2 separate regions of the Sus scrofa genome follow, and region 1 is linked to region 2. Evidence: chromatin contacts called from public HiChIP or PLAC-seq data. All regions are on one chromosome and are shown on one strand. The core of a region is the stretch at or near the end of the contact, and the rest is flanking DNA. Distances in the headings are between cores, read along the strand shown. Region 1 overlaps LOC106509230 (a long non-coding RNA gene). Region 2 has its middle 50 kb from the start of ITPR2.

Region 1 (3,254 bases), core at 342-2,841, 820 kb after region 2:
CAATCATATCCCTCTGCCCTAAATTTTTTTTTTTTTTCAGTTGGTGCTTATGAAGATGTCAGAAAAAAGGCATCTGTTCCCATCCCTTCCTGTCTTCCTCTCTCCCTTCCCTCACTTCTCTGGAGCCATACTAGCCTCCCTGCTGCTCTTCCAACCAGACAAGCTTGATCCTTTCCCAGAATATTTGCACTTGTTTATCCATCTGCTTGTGACATGCAGCCCCCAGATGGGGGATAGCTGATTCCAGTCACACCCCACCTTTTTTTTAGATCTCTGCTCAAATGCCACTTCTTCAGAGAGGCCCTCCCTGAGCAACCCGAAGGCAATATATAAAATGCCACCCATCCATCATTCTTTATTTTCGCTCTGTTTTTTTTTCCTGTAGCAAGTATCACCCTTAACATCTTCTGTGTATACTGATGTATATGAATACACAGACATACAAATAATTTGTTTACTGCTTATCTCTCTTGTTAGGAGGAACAGGGACTTTGTTTTGCTCATTGCTGTTTGTCTAATGCCAAGAATGGTAACTTGCAATAAATAAATATTTATATATTTGCCTTTTAAAAATAAACAGGTATTGATCCCCAATAAATATTTGCTGAATGAATGAATGAACATTCCTGGCAAGCATTTCAGCTTGATTACCTTACCAAAGACAACAGAACACGGCCTCTCAGAGCATCCCCTTCCATGTTTTAACTTCCTCAACACTGGGTAAGCACCTGCTGTTTTCCAGGCACTGTGTAACACAGAGATATCAACAAGGGGTAAGAAGTCAAAGGCAGTTAACATCTGGTACCTGCAAATGGAAAAAGATTCAGAATGATTTGGAAGCTGATTGAATTTTATTGTTGCAATTAAATCATAGATATGGTATTTAAGCATTAATAGAATTCCCATAACAATAGAGTTAATATCAATTTCACCTTAGTCCAAATGATTACAGATTATGTTAAAAGAAATTGTTCACTTAACTGAAATAACTTCTTTGAGAATTAAAATTAGTCTGATAATTTCCCCATCCCCTGAGATAGTAAGAAAAAGCTGCAGTAACCCTGTAGAAGAAGTAAGTTTCCAAAAAGATTGCATCTCAGCTTTCAGATGGCAACTGAACCTGGGTGGAAATGTGTGGGACCCTCTGAATTCAACCCATGATGGAATACACATCGCATCTCACAAGGGTTGGAAAGTCCCAGGTGCTTCTGCACTTCACTGGCTCTCCAGATGTGATAACCCTTATACCTTGGTCAGTGAACTTCTTCAAGGCAAAAGCCTATATCTATTTATCAGTGTATGCTCAGCACCTAGCACAATGCCTGGCACACAGTAAGCACTCAATAAACAACTGTTGAAATCCAAGCTCTGTTCTCCGTTCCCACAATCATTGTTCCAGTTCCAAGCTTTATCATCTCTCACCTGGATTATTGCAAGAACCTGCTCAATGGCCTTTGTCCAGACTTTCTTTCCCCATACACTGGCCACTCTGCTGGCTCAGTTAGCTTTTTAAACACCAATAGTGCACTAAAGAATAGTCGGGGACAACCCATCACATGAAGGCATGAAAGCTTAAGCTTCCCTCCTAGTTTCACTTCCTTTTACCCTTCTCCTATTGCCCTCAGCCAGATGATGGGTGTCGACAGACTGCCCTAATTGCACTGAACTACATGTTCACTCCTTTGCTTTATGTTCTTAGCCCTTTCTTTAAATCTCCACTTGGCTGTTTCAAACCTCACTCCACAAACGTGTGTGCAAGAAATGATGTCCTTATTTCTCTCATTTAGTCTAACTTCAAGCCACCTCCCCAAGGGCTGATGGGAAATGACTTCAGTCGTGGGCTGTCCCACGTCCACCCTCCTCAGGATTTCGCAAGAACCTGGGGTGCCAGAATAACAGGGAAAGGAGCTCTTCGTACTCAGATTGTCAATGGTCAGTGTCTGAGCCTGTCACTTTCTGGGTAGGAGTCTTTACTGAAGGAGAAGAAAAGAAAATGGAAAAATGCAATGAGAACAGACATCAGTAGTGTCTCAGTAAACTACCCGGTCACGCTTGGGCTCTTCACATTGTGTTGTAATTAACTGGGTGTGTCTCCCACACCTGGGCACCCACAACACTGCTGCTACTCAAATTGGCACCACCTCCAGCATTGCTTGGCCCTCACTTCTGTGACTGTTTACTTGGTGTTATTCTTTCTGCGGTTTCTTCTCCCAGACCTCTCTCCCACTTACTTTAAGACCTCTGCTTATCTCCTCCATTTCAGGAAAACCCCTACTTCATCAGGAGAATTCAAAACATTGGGCATCACCTCCCTAACTCTCAGCCCTTCCTACCTGCCTCCTCCCACACCCTGGCTTCCCTTCCCACTGTTGCCGAGGGAAAAGTGGCCCTCCATTCGTGCCACTGATAATCGATGGAAATCCACCGTCCTGTCTGCGCAGTGAGTCTGGATCTCTGTTGAGGAGTCCTGTTCATCATTCATTGTATTCCTGGAGTCCAGTACCCTGCCAGGGATAGGAAAGACACCCAATAAACACTTATAGAATAAATGCTTTTTTAGATCTGAGGGCTATACCACAGTTCCTAAAAAATTGTCTAGAGACATAAGACAACTGTTGATATGTGATGCTTTGTGGGTTATTGACACAGAGAGTTTCCCCCTGACTCTGAGTGTGGGCTAAATTTGGAGGAGATAATCCAGGAGGGAATGTAGCTGGCAGCCTATGGAGTTCCTCCTGGGTCAGGTCGGTGCCATCCAGCTGTGAGTTTGCTGTTTTAATACCTCCTATTTGTCTTCTCTGATTACTGCTGGTGAGGCTGGCCTCTGGCACTTGCTGAGGGGAGCAATGGGGAAGCCTCCACGTCCAAGGTGTCACGTTGCTCTCTGCCCCCTCGGGTTCCACCTGAGGACACTGCTCCTGCATTAGCAGACTGTCCCTTGGGGAAAGACAGTAAACACCAAGCTTTCTTACTCCTTGTATGTTTTGAGATGTTTTTCTATTCTCCTTAACTCATAAACTTTGAAAAAAATTTTTTGGTATTTTAAAGTCGCTGTAAATTAGCTAATCAAATTTATCTTTAATCCTACTCTCATATTCTATTTTCTGTCTTCCTTATTATCATGTTCACCTTCAACCTGTTCTTATTTGCGTTTCATCTGTTTAAAATTATTTCATAAATAACGTCATTCTTATTTTTATTTTGACAAGCTATTTTAACCTGCTGGTTTCCTTTTACATTTTATTTTCTTGTCC
Region 2 (3,304 bases), core at 251-2,750:
TTTTATCTCTTTGCCAGGCAAAGGCGGCCACAGCAGGCTAACGCCTTAAAGACTGTGTCGGAGTTCCCGTCATGGCACAGTGGTTAACAAATCCGACTAGGAACCATGAGGTTGCGGGTTCGATCCCTGGCCTTACTCAGTGGGTTAACGATCCGGCGTTGCCGTGAGCTGTGCGGTAGGTCGCAGACGCGGCTTGGATCCTGCATTGCTGTGGCTCTGGCGTAGGCCGGTGGCAACAGCTCCGATTAGACCCCTAGTCTGGGAACTCCATGTGCCGCGAGAGCGGCCCAATAAATGGCAAAAAAGACAAAAAAAAAAAAAAAAGAAGAAGAAGACTCTGCCCTCCACTGCTCCACTGGAAAGATTTGTGGGAAGTTTTATAGTAAAAAGGAGAAAAACAGGCTTTCAGATAAGAATTAGGATTGGGGCAAACATGCATTCTTCTTTCTTTGGGTAAATCTTGGTCATCAAAGCTGGCATCAGATCTCCACATGTTCTTGGTGGTGGTCTTCTGGGTCACTGACTAGAATAACAGGACTTGTGAAAAGGGTGTATTGATCAGAGATTAGAACAAAGTAGGAAAGTTCCTGAAAAACATCATGTAAACCCACAGGCAATTGTGCTCATGGTGCCTAATCTTTAGCTTACAGGTGATCGTGTTTAGGGTGCAATTAAGACCAGGAGAAGGACAAGGAAGGACTCTAAGCTGTTCAGTGTTAAAGTATTTACTTTTAATATAAGCATAAGGAATATCACTTCTCTCTTAGGTGTATAAGATGCCGACATCATTCTGTGTGCCCCTTGAGAGGGAACCAGGATCCTGCCCAAAGACTGTACTATGGTTTTTTGACCGTTGTCTCTGCATCCCCTTCCTTCCCTGATCAGCAATTGTCTGAATCTGCCCCTTGGAACTTAGGGAAGGCCATGGAGGCTGAATGAGGTCTATTTCCTAAAAGTAAGAAATGGGGTTGGGGGGAGTTCCCGTCGTGGTGCAGTGGAAACGAATCCGACCAGGAACCATGAGGTTGTGGGTTTGATCCCTGGCCTTGCTCAGTGGGTTAAGGATCCGGCGTTGCCGTGAGCTGTGGTGTAGGTGGAAGACACGGCTCAGATTCCAGGTTGCTGTGGCTGTGGTGTAGGCCGGCAGCTACAGCTCCGATTTGACCCCTAGCCTGGGAACCTCCATATGCCGTGGGTATGGCTCTAAAAAGACCAAAAAAAAAAAAAAAAAAAAAAAAAAAGAAAAGAAAAGAAAGAAAGAAAGAAATGGGGGGCATAGAAAGGTTTTTGTGCCCAGGAACCCCATGGGGCCCTGCTCTGTTACAAACTGATGTAGCTCCCAACCAGTCACCCATCTTCTGGGCCAAAGACGTGAGCAAATGACTCTGGCCTGGTCAGTCATAATCCTCAGTTCCTCCTGCAGTGGGGAAAATCCAGGTTTGGGGAAGAGACCCGGGCTCAGCTTACCAGATCCTTTTACTGTCTTCCGGGTTTTTACATGGACATGCTGGGACATAAACTCCCTTTCCTCTAGAGCTGCTGTGTTAACCTGCCACTCCCTATCTCTACTCCTTCAGATCTCCACTCCACCCCAATCTTCTTGCAGAACCCCAAGACTAGCCTTTTCTGGTTTCTAGAACTTGTTACAGAACAGCCCAGACAGGTACAGCCACTCAGGGTACTAGTTACAATGAATTCCTTTTCAGCTCTCAACGGACTGAGGGCTCGAGCCTTTCTTCTGCACCGTGAGCACGAGGTTAGGCTTGGCCAGTAGAGGGCACCAGAGAGACGCTGCAGGGAGACGGAAAAGCTGGTTTCCCTGCGAGGTTTTTGGTCTGGCTGCCTGCTGCTGGAAGGAAGGCTCAGCAAGGTTGTGTGTGGAAGCAGACATCAGGTGTCCTCTGCAACAGCCACACACTGTCCCTTGGTGACCTTGCAGCCCGGCCCAGGCCCAGCTGACCACTAACCGTGATCCTACTGCCTGGACACTGGTGTGTTCCAGAGCCTCTCTGTGTATCCACCCACCAGCCAAGGCACATCTATATCCTGGAAGGTTGTTTCCTCCTGGACCAGCTCTGGCTTAAGCAACCCAGAAAAATTCCTTGCCATCCTGTGGGTGGCAATGGTCCTTTTCCCTAAGGAGGTCTAAACCCTCTTCCGAGTTTTCTCTCTCTTAGGCACTCTTAAGCAGTTGTAGGTACAATTTAGAGTCCTTTTTTAAAAGTTACTCTTCTGTCCTAGCTAATAATTCTTTACATAAAACCTTCCCTGCTCAAAGTACTTTGTTTCCTGATTGTCCAGATTTATTCACCCCCTTTTTTTTTTTTTTTTTGGCCATGCCTGGGGCATGTGGAAGTTCTCACCAGGGATGGAACATGAGCAAAAGCAGTGACTCAAGCCACAGCAGCGACGACACCAGATCCTTAACCCACTAAGCTACCTTATTCTTGACATTAGTCTTAGTTTCTGTGATTAGCTTGGTTCACTTCTTAGCTCTATGTTGTTAGTGTTTTATTATTACTGTTCCCCTTTGAGGTCTATGTATAATGGGAGAAACAATCACTGTCTTACCTGTTATTGTGCATATGGAAAAGTCTGTTAATTATGAAGTGATATATTTTTCTTTTTTTCTTTTTATGGCCAAACCTGTGGCATGTGGAAGTTCCTGGGCCAGGGGTTAAATCTGAGCCTGCACCTCAGCCACAGCAATGCCAGATCCAGCAGCTGCATCTGTGAACTCCACTGCACTCTGCGGCAATGCTGGATCCTTAACCCACTGAGGGAGGCCAGAGATCGAACCCACATCTTCATTGATACTAGTTGGGTTCTTAACCTGCTGAACCTCAGCAGGAACCCCTAAAGTGATATTTTAGGTTTGTTGTTTTTATTATCCAGCAGCTCCTCTCTCTTATTTTCTTTAGCCTCGCCCTCTTTTTGAATGTTTCCAGGAGGTTGGTTCTTGACTTTTGCCTTCTCTCCATACCTCGGCTTCTCATGTCCACAGCTTTGTCTTGATCTCTTGCTGGAACGCTAAGCTCACCATGACTATCATCGTTTTTTTTCTCCATTGTCTAGATGCTGGAAGAGAATGTCCTGAATTTTTAATTTGACAGTCAAGACTTCATTCATTCAACATTCATGAGGGCCTGCAATGTGCAAAGCCCTGTGGTGGGTGGCGGGCATACAGAAGTGAACAAGATACACAAAGCTCCTATGTTTATGGAGTTTACTATTCACAGTTTGGCTCTAATCTATCCTTCCAGACTCCTCTCCCTGGTCTAGGGGAAAGTAAACATTTCCTGGT

Evidence for each region. HiChIP or PLAC-seq counts read pairs in DNA pulled down with a chosen protein or histone mark.
Region 1: an H3K27ac HiChIP or PLAC-seq map of alveolar macrophages shows a contact between it and region 2. The contact joins two enhancer-like sites. A contact is called at or near these places in 15 of 47 Hi-C or Micro-C datasets (alveolar macrophages, embryonic fibroblasts, epiblast stem cells and 8 more) and 2 of 2 datasets of contacts at active chromatin or transcription factors (alveolar macrophages and skeletal muscle).

Annotation. Positions count from the first base shown.
Region 1 is chr5:47,699,845-47,703,098 of Sscrofa11.1, forward strand. LOC106509230 (a long non-coding RNA gene) reads left to right here. Exons shown (of 3, transcript XR_002344069.1): 1 at 1-2,440. Among named protein-coding and RNA genes, the nearest start is that of BHLHE41, 14 kb to the left of the region's middle. Within about 2 kb of position 1,592, at least 11 of the 83 cell types and tissues checked have an H3K27ac peak or open chromatin away from gene starts, as enhancers often do. A contact at or near this core is called in alveolar macrophages and retroperitoneal adipose tissue, where this site is marked.
Region 2 is chr5:46,884,826-46,888,129 of Sscrofa11.1, forward strand. No RefSeq gene overlaps it. Among named protein-coding and RNA genes, the nearest start is that of ITPR2, 50 kb to the right of the region's middle. Within about 2 kb of position 1,501, at least 16 of the 83 cell types and tissues checked have an H3K27ac peak or open chromatin away from gene starts, as enhancers often do. A contact at or near this core is called in alveolar macrophages and retroperitoneal adipose tissue, where this site is marked.